2 separate regions of the Mus musculus genome follow, and region 1 is linked to region 2. The links are chromatin contacts, called in public Hi-C maps. All regions are on one chromosome and are shown on one strand. Each heading gives the region's core, a stretch centred on a gene start, on an enhancer-like site or on the middle of the called end of the contact. The rest is flanking DNA. Distances are from core to core; before and after follow the strand shown.

Evidence for each region. A called contact is a pair of places that touch in the nucleus more often than the background predicts.
Region 1: a Hi-C map of bone marrow-derived macrophages shows a contact between it and region 2, with 2.8 times the contacts expected there. The contact joins two enhancer-like sites. A contact is called at or near these places in 1 of 39 promoter capture datasets (neutrophils), 16 of 484 Hi-C or Micro-C datasets (LSK cells, T follicular helper cells, bone marrow-derived dendritic cells and 11 more) and 3 of 115 datasets of contacts at active chromatin or transcription factors (double positive thymocytes, large pre-B cells and oligodendrocyte precursor cells).

What each region holds. Positions count from the first base shown.
Region 1 is chr7:122,351,499-122,359,136 of GRCm38.p6, reverse strand. All of the region lies in intron 2 of Prkcb (protein kinase C, beta), which reads right to left. Among named protein-coding and RNA genes, the nearest start is that of Gm51497, 59 kb to the right of the region's middle. Within about 2 kb of position 2,421, at least 15 of the 459 cell types and tissues checked have an H3K27ac peak or open chromatin away from gene starts, as enhancers often do. A contact at or near this core is called in bone marrow-derived macrophages, where this site is marked.
Region 2 is chr7:122,458,116-122,465,293 of GRCm38.p6, reverse strand. Prkcb (protein kinase C, beta) reads right to left here. Exons shown (of 17, transcript NM_008855.2): 5 at 7,122-7,178. Among named protein-coding and RNA genes, the nearest start is that of Gm51497, 170 kb to the right of the region's middle. Within about 2 kb of position 5,868, at least 36 of the 459 cell types and tissues checked have an H3K27ac peak or open chromatin away from gene starts, as enhancers often do. A contact at or near this core is called in bone marrow-derived macrophages, where this site is marked.

The sequences.
Region 1 (7,638 bases), core at 1,172-3,671, 100 kb after region 2:
CTCTTCTCTTCTCTTCTCTCTCTCTTTCTTTCTTTATTTATTTATTTCGCATCCTGATTGGAGCTTCCCTCCCTCCTCTCTTTGAGTTCCCCCCTCCCTCCTTCCCTCCCCTATGCTCTCTCCCTTTCTGCTCAGAGAAGGGGAGGCCTCTCGTGGATATCATCCCATCTTCGTATATCAAGCTGTAATAGAACTGAGCGCATCTTCTTCTGTTGAGGCTAGACAAGACCATCCAGTAAGGGACCCAGAGGCAGGCAACATTGTCACAGAGAGCCTCTGATCCTGCTGTCAGAGGTCCCACATGAGAACCAAGCTATACATCTGTTACATAAGTATAGGAAGCCTAGGTCCATACCACGTGTGCTCTCTGATTGGTGGTTCAGTCTCTGGGAATCCCTTTGGGCCCAAGTTAATTGATTTTGTAGGTTTTCTTATGGTGTCCTTGACCTCTCTGGCCCTTCTTCCACAAGATCCCCTGAGCTCTGCCTAATGTTTGGGTGCAACTCTCTGCATCTGTTTCTATCAGCTGCTGGGTGAAGCCACTCAGACGACTGCTAGGCTAGCCTCCCATCTGCAAGGATAGCAGAACATTATTTACAGTGTCAGGGGTGGGCTCTCTCTCACGGCATGGGACTCAAGCTGGCCATTCCCTCACTTTCTGCTCTCTCTTTATCCCTGCACCTCTTATAGGCAGGAAATACTATGGGTCGAAGCTTTTGTGGATGGGTTGGTGTCCCTCCTCCCACTGGAAGTCTTGCCTGGTTATAGGTGGGCGATTCATGTTCCATATCCCCTATTGCTAGGAGTCTCAGCTGACAGGACACCACTATGAACCTCAATGTGGTTCAATGACAATACTTCACTCCAACCCACTCCACTCACTTAGGTCCCCCATGCAGCTCTTGTAGGGTTTTAATTTTCAGGCTTTTACGCTGACATGCTCATCCACAGATAAATATTCACATGTTGTCTTAATCACCCAAAGTCTTCTGAGCACTGAGTTTTCATTACCCTGCCTTAGTGTCCCGTGTACCATAAAAGCAAACACTCAGGTCAACAACTGACCACAGACTGGCTTGCCGCCAGGCCTTTGCTCATACTGGTCCCTTGCCAGCTTGTCCTTCCCCGAAATCTTGCTGCTGTACAACTTCAGTGAGCCTGCAAGATGCAACTCAGATGCCTTCTTATGTACCCATCTGGATGCCCATCCAAGGCTTGTGCTTCAGAGTTAATACATTTCCTGGCATTCTCGGAACACGAGAGCACATCGTGTCTGAGCCTAGATTCCTTCTCATTTGGGCCCTAATTGTGTAAGGACAAGGCTAACTCTTCATGACACCAAGAGCTCCTCTAGAAGAAGGACCGAAGCGGCTCAAGAGCCGGGTAAGGGGTGAACTCGATTGTTGAGCAGAGTTCAGATCCCAGAAGCCCACATAAGTACTAGGTGGACATGGGAACTGCCTTTAATTCCCCTCTCAGAAACCAGAGCAAGCTGGCTAGCCATATCAGAGAGTCCGGATTAAGAGACCCTGCCTGAGCAAGTCAGGTGGAACAGTAATTAATTAAGGCCTATACACACACACACACACAAACACAAACACGGAAATACACATATATACACACACATAGGCATGTGCCCACACACATGTGTCATTCTCACAAACACATAAAAAAACCAGGACAAAGTCCTCAGCACCTTAATACATCCTTTAAGATGAAGAAGCCCACCTTCCCTTTCTTCTTTAAGTCTCCACTTTGAAAGACGAGGAAGCTGAGGCCTGCAAAGACTTAGGGCCCCAGGGTACTTTTCCTGCACATGATGCCCCCTGGGCACACAGATTCCCCTTGCCAACTTCCACTCTCCCAGCCCTCCCCTCCTTGCTCTCCTTTGAGCCCCAAGCAGCCAGGAATCAGCTGCTTCACCCACTCCTCTCCCCGAGAGCCTGCACTGAACACTACTCTGCTCCCCCCACACACCATGTGACAAGGAACTGGGTAACCCTCCTCCATCACAGGAGCCTTGGAAGTGGCTCCTACCTCCCTCTGAAATTACATTAAATCGTCCCATTAGTGTCAAAAAGGAAAGATGCATGATACTTTCACAAATTTCCCTTTTAAAAGAAAATTATCTGGGAACTGTACTCCAGCTGCTTCCAGCAAACTGGAGGTTACTCAGGGGCAGATTTTATTTGTAATGAGCCACACAAAAAAAAAAAAAAATCAGTCTAAATGCCAGCATTTATTCCGGTTGTGCTAGCTTGAATCAATACAGATGTGATAATACAGAATCGAGAAAGTTAACTTGAATAAAAACTTTGCCCAAGAAGATATGCACGTGGTCAATAGGAACCTGCAATCATGCATTAGGGAAACACAAACTGGAGCTATAAGGCATTGCCTCATACCCTTAAGAGGGCTGACAACAGCAACAAAGGAAAGGAAGAAAATGACAAGTGTTGGTGAAGTTACGGGGAAACTGCAGTGCCATGAGGTAAAAGATTTAAAAAAAAGCACAGCTGCTATGGAAAATAGAGTGTTGCTTCCTCAAAAAAACTAAAAATTAGTTACCGTGTGACACAGCAATTCAACATCCAGAAAACAAAACAAAAGCAGACTTTGTAGCCACTCTTGTTGAAGCTTAAAAATCACAGTAGCCAAGAGGTAGAAGAGACTCAAGTGTCCACTGGCAGGTGAATAGTTAAGCCGCATGCCATCTGTGTGTGCAGTGGAATATTATTTAGCTTTAAAAATAAAATTCTGGCACATCATCCAACGTGGATGAATCCTGAAGGCATTGTGTTAAGTGAAGTGAGCCAATTACAGAAAGACAAATGCTATATCATTTCACCTGCATGAAGTACCTGGAGTGCTCAAACTCAGACAGACGGTGGTTGGCAGAGCTGGAGGAAGTGGCGAGTGGAGGATTGTTTAATGGGGAGAGAGTTGAACTTTTTCAAGAGAAACAAAGTCTACAGATCTTTTGCACAAGTATGCGAATGCGCTTAAAAACAATAGGACTATGCACTTAAAAGGGGCCAAGAAGGTAATTTATGTTTAAAAAACATGAACATGAGAATATATTTTCCTTTTTAAAAATACTATGTGTGTATATTAGCACACACACACACAAACACACAAACACGAGTGCTCACACACACACACACCACGCTGAGCCATCTCATCAGTTCACACGCACTCATTCTTTCCTCTGATAAAAATGTCACGACTCAGAGTAGAACCTAAGAGGAACTTCAATACTCCGAGGAATTTGGGACTCGATTGAGGGGTGGCTAAAGGCAAAGGTGTTTAAAGCAAACGCTGCTCCGAATGAGTTCCTCCCATGATGCTGTTTTCACATGAACCTCCGTATTTGAAGCACCTCCCCATGATACCTCCTCAAGCATGCTCTGCAATGTCGTTCAATTCAATTTGATTGGACACATTCTAGGAATCATTGTAGTGGAAAGAAATCTACAGTTACCTCCAAAAAAGATTCCCTCAACAATGTATGTCCCTTACCTCACACTGTGATTGAAACTCCAAGACCTGATTGATAGATAAACCAACTCAGGATGAAGTTCCTAAACTGGAAACCAGACACATTTTATTTTATGCCATGATAAGTTCCGTTTGCTAGAATAAATGAGTGGCCCGACCACGCTCAGAGTAAAGCATTGCAGAACCTTCAGTGATGAGACCACAGCTCTGAACTCATCTCTAAGCATAGACTTGGCTGCTCTTGCTTTTATATAAAGCACTGTATTCTTAACTTGAGGCTTTTTTTATGGTGCAGTCTTCATTGACACCCTCCGCAATGAGAGTATTCGGTCCTGTTTGCCCAATCCTTATTTAAGAAAGCATTTCAAAATTGTTTGGTGACTAGGTTTGGGTGGACAGTAACTTCACTTCATCCTCCATAAAAGAGGCAACCCTGTGATGGGGGAATGGGTGGGTCTCTCCTCCTGACCTCACGCTACCCAAGACACAAACTTCTTGTGTGAAGCTGATGAGAGCCTGTGGGAAAGGTTAGCTTGGTTTCAGGAAGCCTCACTCAACCCATCAAGGACAGGTGATTACTTCCTGCACCTTCCCATGGGCGTCCTCTTTGACCTCCATCACAACCTTCCCACTTTTGATTGTTACTTCCATCCTTCTATCCCTCCACATATCAGAAGGTGACCCTATCCCCAGCTAAGCTGACCCCTCTTTGGCTCTCATTTGCTAACACAAGGTGATCCCCACTTGGCTCTGAGAGGTCTCTGCTCTTCCCCCTGAAGCACCCAATTTCATGACACCCCATATTTTTCTCTCATTCATCTAACCTGAGGCATCAGCTCAACATAATTAAACCTACTGGTCTGGTGAATGAAAACCAGGAAGACAGGTCAGAAAGTGAACTGTGAAACCCTTTTATTGGCCCTGTCACCTGCCTTCAACGTAGAGATAAATGTACAATCTAGACGAGGTCCCTTTCCTGAACTGGGTCAGTTTTGGATCGTTTACCCTTCATCCATCTTGCAAGAAAGAAAGAAAGAAAGAAAGAAAGAAAGAAAGAAAGAAAGAAAGAAAGAAAGAAAGAAAGAGGGGGGAGGGAGGGAGGGAGGGAGGGAGGGGGGAGGGAGGGAGGGAGGGAGGGAGGGAGGGAGGGAGGGAGGGAGGGAGGGAGGAAGAAGGAGGAAGGAAGGAAGGAAGGAAGGAAGGAAGGAAGGAAGGAAGGAAGGAAGGAAGGAAGATCTGAGCTTCTCTCTTTGCCTATGATGAAACCTTTTTTCAGCCAACTGAAATGAAGGGCAGTTTCGATGTCTTAGGCATGGTCCCAATGAAGAACCATACAGAAGCTGAAAATGGCCTTTGGCTAGTGACTGCCACCTGGCATGTGGCTCACCGGCTCTGTTTTTGACATCAGATCTTTGGAAGCCAATACCATTCATACTCTGGTCCTACAGTACCCTGAGAGCCAGACTGTCCCTTCCCTAGGTGCACCGTTGGATATGAAGTTTGGGCAGACCACAGAAAAGGCTTCAGTGTGACTGTTTCCACCACACCCTGGACCCAGAGTCCTAGAGCAAAGATGCTCTGTATTGGCTAATGTAGAACAAATTCTGATAGTTTCTGTTTCTTTATAAGGCTGACCTTGGACTTACTAAACTGCCCAAGCTAGCCTCAAACTTATGATCAATCCCCTTGCCTCAGCCTTTAGGGTCCTGAGGGTATGGATATCTGCCACCACACTCTGCCCAAAACATGCTGCTGAGAAACAAAATGTTTAGCTAGCATTTTAATGTGAGTGGAGGAGAGAAAATAAATTATTTTTAAAAATTAAAAATAAATGATATTCATATACTTCCTTATCTATTATAATCTATTTCCAGGGGAAAAAATTGTAAGAAACTAGTGGTATTTATTGCCTTTAAGTAGACAAACTGAATACCTAAGTCCAAACCAGCAGAGAGAAATCCTGAGTCGGTGAGACTGTAGGTAACTCTTCAAATAAAATGCAATTAAAGCCTTCTGTAAACAGGGCAGGATACAGCGATGCTGGGGGGAAACACTGCAGATATACATTGCTTGGCATGGAAAGCTGTTTATTGTGCTAATTGTGGGGAACAGAAAACAGATGTCAGGAATAATGTGTTTACAGCCAAGACTGGGTGTGCTGGTACCGGCCTGTCAACATACCACTCTAGGGGCTGAGGCAGAAGGGTCATGGGTATGAGGCCAGCCTAGGCTACACAAATAACTGTAGCCTGTCTCGAAATAATTAAAAATTGAAATGTGCATATGTACTTACTAAAATGTACAAGAACATAAAGAAACCCTGGCTCAAAATAATTAAAAATTGGAATGCCCATTTGTACTTATTAAAATGTGCATGGGAGATTTTGTTTTCTTCTCTGTTTTCATTTGATAAGTGCCCTTTAATAAGAATTTTAAATTTTATTAATTAAAAAGAAAGGAGAACCCATCTTTATGCTTTTGCTCTGTACAGTTTACTCCTTCCCCAGCAAGGCAGTGGCTCAGAAACTGTACTTCTCAGTACTTCTCAGGAATACCTTATTTGGAGGGACCGCAGAAAGGCCGCCAAGAAAGCATCCCTGTGGCCAGAAGTGCAGCAAGAGAGACAGGATTTCAAAAGACAGAGCTGTAAAAATCTCGGCATAAAATAAGCAACCAGGCTCTCATTTCAGCCATGTAAACAGTAATGTGTATTCATTAAAACTGCATTAGTCTAAGGAGTCCCCAGAGATCGGGCTGACGGGGGCGGGGCAGGGGCCGCCAGCTGCACCTGCTGTTGCTGACACAATGCGAGAAGACCAAATACGGTTTCCAGTGGATGGCATAACCATAAAGGAGAGAACTTGAGGGGTTTCTTGGCTTTCATCAGCCTTGTCAAAGATAAAGCAGTAACTGAAAAAAGACATGCACCAAAGACCCCAAACACATGGCTCGGTGTGGGTCGGCCCCGCCCTCCCCTGCTAAATGGTTCTCAAGGATAACACATGCTCACAAGCTGGGCTGGATGGATATCTCCAATGTGTTCTACTGCAGAGACTGCCTGGATCTCTGAGCCAAAGAAAGTGAAAGGCAAGCTCTTTCACCTTCCCCTAAAACCCAGAACAACTCTCAGTGAGCAAAACCCATCATGGAGAAGTTGTGGCCAACACCATTTTCAGGGCTTAGTATCCAAAGAGCTGCACATACCTTCATTTAGAGCCCCCAATCACCTGCAAAGTGGATCCTATTGCTGCCCCCATTTAAAAGTAAACTAGACATCAAAGCTCCAATAGGCACCATTCTTTACATTAAGTAACTGGGGGCTGAGAAGATGGCTCAACTGGTAAAGTGCCAGCCTGGCAAGCATGAGGCCCTGAGTTCAAATCCCCAGAACCCACATGAAAAGCCAGACAGGCTGCTGTGCACCCATAACCCCAGAGATGGCAAACTGAAGGGAACACGAGGATCCGAAGCTTGTGGACTGTGGTGAAATTTCAGCCTAATGAATGATGTTCTCAAACAAAAGATGGAAGGGACTTGAGGACTGACATCCACAGTCACCTCTGATCTCATACACAGCCTCCCCACCCCACCCCCAACACACACTTAAGTAACGGAAGCTTAAAAGCTTCACACACTTGAGAGGATTCTCACCCTAAGACAGAAATGGAGAAAGGCTTTCCTGTTCCCCCAGGTGTCGGGCCACATCTAAGCTCAGCTTAAGCTAAGAAAACCTAATAAGAGAGTAGCCACAGTCCCAGAATCAGTGAAGGGGAAAAAAACTTCCCTTTTGCAAGGCATGAAACTAAGTTGTTATCTGAGCAAGAATTCTGGGACAAGAAACAAAGGAAAACAAGAAGGTGGAAGAGATGTTCCAAGCCTTCCTGAAGCTAGCCAGGAAAGTCCTCCAAAGAGCTTCCTTCCCAGAAATGGAGCAGCTTCATGCGATGCTCATGTCTTTCTGGACATATCACTATTTAGCACTTTCAAGGTTAGCGAGTCCAATGTGAACTGCTTCTGTCACATCGCTCTCTGCCACACTCTCGGCTGACTGGCTTGTCTCCTCTTTTATGGCCTTGAGAAAGAGAGGAAGATAAAATTCTCAGTTCAATGATCTGCCTCATCATCCAGTATTGGACATCA
Region 2 (7,178 bases), core at 4,619-7,118:
ATGGGTGGGTGGATGGACGGACAGACAGACTCCTAGAAAGCCATCTTACCTCCCTACCTATAGCAAACCGCCTTACTCATACTGTAGACACCTAATCACCCAAGACTACTCCCTACCTCCCACCACATCCCTCAGGTACAGCAACTACCCAGGTACCCAGAGCTTTTTTGATTGTTGGTTTTGCTTGTTTTGTTTTACTCTTTGCATCTTGTTAAGAGTCTTCACATTGGCAAATACTTTGTCTCCAGCATTTCTCCAAACACTAAAGCAATCTTCCATGACACTCCAGCATCTGCTTCCTTCTTCCTGAAAGTTCTTTTAAAACCGTTTGAGAGCTTGGGGTGTAAGTAGACTGCAGACCCTTAGCTTCTTCCTGATGCTCATCAAGGACTTTTGTCTCCTTAATGTTCTTCTTCTGATATGTGGATATTGTGTCTTAGGGTAGAGTAAAGGGGTCACTATCCTGGAGATACCCAAGTCTGCCTGGAAGATATTGCAGTCTAAGAAGTTTCAGTCCAGTACAATCAATGTCCGGTAGTAAAAAACACTACTTGGGAGTTCCCAAGAGAAACATCAACAATTTGTCGCTTTGTTTTTCTAGAACAGCCCCAGATATGAGAAAATATAACCATAAATGCAAACATAACTCACAGTTTAAAATGTATGTCTGTGAAGACAGGAAGACTACACGTTTGAGACAGCCTGGGCCACAAAGTAAGACCCTGGGTCAAAAAAAAAAAAATGACAGCTATTAACATAGCCTGGGGGAGGATTCATGAAGTTCCCTCCCAGGCTAAGAGCTTCAACTTATAGGCACAGGGAAGCACTTTTGGAAGAGGATCGTGGCTGAACAGGCAATAAGACCAACAACTGACGAATGAGACCTCGAGAAACTAAAAGGTGTTTGTACAGCAAAGGACATTTGAGAAAAGAAACAGCCTACACAAGGGAAAAAGTCTTTGACAACATATATATAAAACAGACATCTTTCAAAAAAAGGAAATACCAATCAGGGAAATGTAAATTAAAACCACTTTGTGATCTTATTTTTCCCATGTCAAAATGGCTAAGATTTTTTTTAAAAAGAAAAAAAAAAGAGAACAGGCATTGGGAAAGGAGACAGTTATTCACTGATGGTGGAAGTACAAACCGGTACAGACACACTGGAAACCAGGGTGGAGGTTCCTCAAAAGGCTAGAAAACAGATCTTCCTTGTGACCCAGCTATGCCACTCTTAGGCATATCCCCAAAGGACTCTGCATCTCACTAGAGATCCCTGCTCATCCATGTTCATTGCTGCTCTATCCACAACAGCCAGAAGATGAAACCAGCCTGGATGAACGGATAATGAAAATATGGGATAGGTATACAATGGAACATTATCCAGTAAGTTGGTTGTACGTGTGTGTACATGACTCCGTAAAGAAAAAAATAAAGTTATTAACTTCACAGGTAAATGGAAAGATACAGAATTATATACAGCCAGATTAATACAGCCGGATCAGTCATTCCGGCTGAAGTAACCCTGACCCAGAAACAGAACATGCTCTATCTCACATGTGGATGCCAGCTTTGAGTCTTTCCACACGTGTGTTTGAATTGGAGTACCCAGTAGAAGGCAGGGGACTAGGGAGGGGGCTGGGAAGGCATTCAAGAGAAAGACAGAATGTGAGTGATATGAAGGGAGAAGGGGAGTAATACAATGGGAAGGATTAACTGGGACGGGAGAGCCTGGTAAAGGGGGGGGGGGAGTGTGGAGAGGGAGAGCTAACACGGAAGACATTGAAAAACCAAGTGGAAGCTCACTGCCATAGCCCCCTCCTAAACTATACATGATACATATGAAAACAGAGTTTAAATGGAGTTGCCCTGTAACAGAGACACAATGCTGCTCCATGATCCCACAGACCAAATAAAAAGCCTGGTGACAGGTATGGGATACTTTTTTTTGAGTCGTTAGTCCCATGTCCTTTTAATATTAGAGGCTATTGCCGTGGCTCTTGGTTACTGTCCGGAACTTCATGGTAAGACCCTACTGCCCCAAACCCACACATATTTGAGTCTCAGGACATGGAGAAATCAAGCTGGTACCAGCCTGGATGCTTCGGCTCTACTGGCTGCTGTTCACAGTGCTGAAAGGTTCTATGCATCCTAGTGGGGGAGATAACCCACCAACAGTCTTACCTAGCTGTGAATACTGTAAGCTACAATAGGAAGCAGCTGGAGAGGTATGGCCCCCAGTGCAATCATGGTACAAATGCTACGGGAGTGACCAACTACTTTCTTATTGGATTTAAGGCTTGCTCTGACGATGGCACTCATGCCTGATGTCATTAACTGGACCAAAGACCTGTGGCTAACTAAGTCATAGGAGTGAACCTAATTCTGCCAAATGGACATAGTGATAAACTGATATGAATAGATCAGTACATCTTTCAAGCCTTATCAGAGAAGTTACTTTTCTAATAAAGTGGCAATTGATACTATGGTGGTTTGAATATGCTTGGCCTAGGGATTGGTGCTATTTGGAGATGTGGTCTTGTTGGAGGAAGTGTGTCACTGTGGGCGTGGGCTTTAAGATCCTCATCCTAGATGCCTGAGAGACAATCTTCAACTAGCAGCCTTCAGATGAACTCTCAGCTCCTCCTGCACCATGCCTGCTTGGATGCTGTCATGTTCCCGCCTTAATGATAATGGACTTAACCTCTGAACCTGTAAGCCAGGACCAATTAAATGTTGTCCTTATAAGAATTGTCTTGGTCATGGTGTCTATTCACAGCAGTAAAATCCTAACTAACAAATACAGAGACCCAAGACTGGTCATCATGCAAAGAATGAAAGACTGTGGAGTGCTCGGATCTAAATGATGTCTATATCACAGTCCCTTCCCCCAGAACACAGGAATCATTGCAGATGAGGGGAGAAAAGCTACAAGACCCAAAAAGTAGTGGACATCTGCATCAAAATAACATCTGTGAGAATGACATATGATTATATGCACAGGATCAAGTCAGCCGAAACTCCAGCATGGAAGTCAGACAGAAGGGTTCATTAAACTCCACCTCCAGCTGAAGAGTCACTGGCACTTGATGGCTGTGGCAGAGGGACAGTCAATTTTCTTCAGGGAGGTGGCCCTACACCCATGAGAATCCAGGCAGCACTAAGAGGACCAAGTGGTTTCTTTTCATTTATTTCTTAAGAGCATCTAAAGTTGGGAAGAAAAAAGGTGGAAGGGGGAAGAATGGGAGGGGTGGGAAAGGGGTAGATTTAATCAAAATACGTTATATGCATGTAAGAAATCCTCAGATCTAAAAAGATGTGGCTGTTGTTAATGCAAACCATCACTTTGTATACTAACCTAAAATTTAAATTTAGAAAGAATATAGCCATAATGTATGAGATTGGAATGTCAGATTTTCTGTTGATAGGATGATAATGAATCAAAATCGGTTGAATAATATATTGTTATATGCACAAGGACTCAGAATTTTGACTTCTGGCTCATTGTATGACCGTGATCTAGTGTTATGACATGGTGTTACCTTCTCCCATAAGGTCACTAGGCATAGTATGTCAACATGGCTTCCTATGTTTCTAAAAGTACCACTGCTCTGTATCATCCAGAGAACAAGGAGGTCATGGGTCCAAAGGGTGCATCCTGGTCCCATGATGACTTACTGTTGGCATTGGATGAGATATTAAAGATTGTGTGTGTAATCAACTTTCTTATAACAATAATACTGTGAGATAGAATCTCTGCTGATTCTAACCTCAGAAGGTACCTGGAGGTCTCAGGTCTAACAGGATCTTTTATTGTATTCTGATTCCACAAATGTGCAGTGATGCCAAACTTACCAGGGGTTGGGAGGCACAGGTCATGAACCAAAAAGACCCACTCTGCCCCTGTGGGACTAATTAATGTCTGTGGAAAGGCAAACCCAAAACTGTAACCATCCAAGTTCAAGTTCACTATACTCTGTGTGACTAAGGCATGGGGAGGTGAAGGCTGAGAATCTAGTGAGTTCTGCAAAGGAGTTAAGCTCCAGCAGAAAACATGGCAAAGATGAGCTTGCACAGGGCCACCTTCTAGAGAATTCCTGGAGAGAGTATGGATGGATAGTGGCCCTACTGTGTCTGATCTAAGTGACCTGAGGATGTGAGGAACCCCACTGATGGGTTCAGAAGAATTGGCCATTCTGATCATGGCCTACAAGAGCCACGGGAGTGAAGAGACAACTTGGGTTTCAGCAGTGGGGAAGATAGACGCCCTTCTGCCCAGGGAAGGGCTGGATTTATGCACAGCATATGAGACCCAGGTCTGACAACGGTGTCCCAGGCTGGTGGCCAGTAGAAAGTTCTAACCCCACAAGTGCGTCTAGGGTTTGTGTGAGGTAAAACACAAGGCCACTTCTGGTGCAGAACTTCTGAGAAGGCCCCAGGCAACCTTTAAGTCTCTTATTAGAATCAATAAATAAGGTTATGCTAAGCACAGCCTATGCCTGAATTGTGAAGGAGTTATTAGCAAGGTGTAGTGACACGGTGGCCCAGATGGGAATCTCTGCTCTGTCTCTGATCTTGGTTAAGCTTTGCCAAGTCTTAGTCTCTCTTGGCCTGTGAAGGCAACAGCATTAGTCCATTGAGCAATCTCACAGACACTACTAAAATGCTTGCAGCTTTATAATTAAAGTTTGCGGGACCCTAAGGATGGAAAATTCTATTCTGAACTTTAAGGGGGCCTCAACTTTTCTACCTTCCATTATTGAGTTGAATTGTGACCCCCCCCCCAAATCCTAAGTTCAAACCTGCATCCTGCCACCTGTGACCATGACCTTATATGGACATAAAGTCCTTATGGTTGTGCTCAAGTGAGGATCAGGTCATAGTAGGTTAAGGTGGGCCACAATCCAATGGTTGGCATCCTAATTTAGCAGACGTACAGCAAAGAACACATACACATTAGAGTCACAGAACCCCAAAGACTGTCAGCAACCAGCAGAAGTATAGATCAGAGTCCCTTGGAGCCCAGCACAGGGAATAACACTACTGACCTAGACCTTCAGGACTCTGCAAGAATCAAAGTCCATGGTACTTTGTTGCTATAGCAACAGATATCACAGATGTGTCCCAGGACAGCCTGAGAGACATTAGTACAATTATGCAGAATACCTGACCTTGAGCTCAAAAGACTCCTGTGCCCTCAAATCATCAAAGACTCCGAGTGGATTCCCCTAAGAGCTACTGCTGCTAAACTAGAAAAGGAAATAAATGGGAAACTAAGCAACGAGACGAAGCTAAGCTAAAACAGTAACTTGGTGTGTATAGGAGAGTGCTTTCAAGTCAGTTGGACCTAGCTGGGGAACTGAGCACCTGATGAACCTGTTTCAGGATGGGTACCAGGATAATGCTCACTTCCCTAGATCACATTCCTAAAATGAACTTATCAGGCAAGATGGTCCTGTGGCTCTAAATACACTCTGTAAATGTGACTGCCCATGGCAACCGTTTTCAACCACTAGGTGGCAGCAGAGCCTCAGTTTTTGTCCCTCAGGCACTGAAGGCTCAAGTCAATGGTGAGGGATAGGGCAGGCTTTCCTTGAACTTGTTACCCTAAGATTCTCTGTTGTCCCACTCCTACCCCACAAGCACCTCTCTGGGAGACAGCTGCCTCCTCCCTTGGCCTGTCCTTGAAGGAAAAGCCTCTTGATGAAGCCATCTTCTCTAAGAACTCACCAGGTTTCTGAAACGGCCCTTTCAAAAAGGAGTTATAGTTTTTAACTTTTATATGGTTTAAGCAAACTCTGACCACATTAGGGCTCAGCAGGTCAGTGCTACTAAACCCTTCTGGGGCCTCAGAAATTGGCCAACTTAACAAAACCGACTCCTTCCGTGATGAAATGGTGAGGCCTTGTATATACAAATTAGTTACGTAAGTCTACAGAGTTTGTGTCGCAAGCCTGGAAGAAACGGTTCCTTCAAATCCCCACACCATTGTGTCTAGTTTTTTTGTACTGGTTTTGCCGTGAGGAACGGGTAAGTCTCTGCCAGTCCAGCACAGGTGAATTCCTATTCTCTGAGTATCACAGATGCTCACCACAGAAAAGCAGATAGGCCCTTCTTTCTGCCCTTTGTGTGTCTCCTCTCCTAGGCAAATTGCTGTGTTTTCTCAGTTCAGACACAAAACAAGTATGCAGAATATTATAGTGATTGGCATAGCTCCCAACAGGTTAAAATAAATTTTGGAGGCCCCGGATAGTTCTCTGGCCTGCATACCCCCTCCCTCCCTCTTTAAGACATAAATTCTTCCAAATTTGGTGTTGGTCATCAAGACTCTATGTTCCCATTGGAAAAGTCTGGGGAGGAAGCAAGGATGCCTTCTCTGTTATCTGAAAAAGGGCACAGGCACTTCACGTTCCAGGAGACGCGGAGAGAACAGATAGGAGGCAGGAAGAAGATTCTGTGAAATTATAAGTCCTTTCAGTATCCTCAATACAAGGAAACCATAGGTGTCTGAGCAGTGCAGACATATGTGAAAATTATCTTGATTTGGTCATTATGATTTGCACATGTGTCAAAATATACCACGTCCACAAATGTATACTATTACTGTATTTTAATTACACATTCTTTGTTGCTGCTATTGTTGTTGTTGTTTTAAAGAAGGGCGAATGGAGGGCTCAGGTGGCCCAGAGATACATGAAGGTTACCTTGACTTGATGGTCACATATTGTACATGTGTCAGATATACTGTGGCCACAAATAAATACAATTATTATAATTTCAATTTCACATTTTGTTTTTAGAATGAAGCCTGGAAGGCTCAGCTGCCCTTTAGGCAGCTGAAGCCACCTCAAAGTGCTGAGAAGGTGGCTTTGAGGTTCCACAGTCTGAGGACTTCACTGTGGAGAAGGGCCACACTGGAGGCAGGAGCAAAGCAGCCACATTATGCACATTATGCCCCTCCGTGCACCTGTGACCTGCCTGGGCACTATCCCCACCCCCACCCACCCACCTCCCACCCCCTCACCCCTTCCCACCCCACCCCCACCCCCTCACATGTTCACGGAACTCTGGAACCCTGAAGCTCGGGCACCTCCCGATGCAGGAGCCTCGGGGCCACCTACCAACAACAATGAGAACCTCTCTGTCGATGTGGGCCTGGATATAGATGCGGCCGCGGC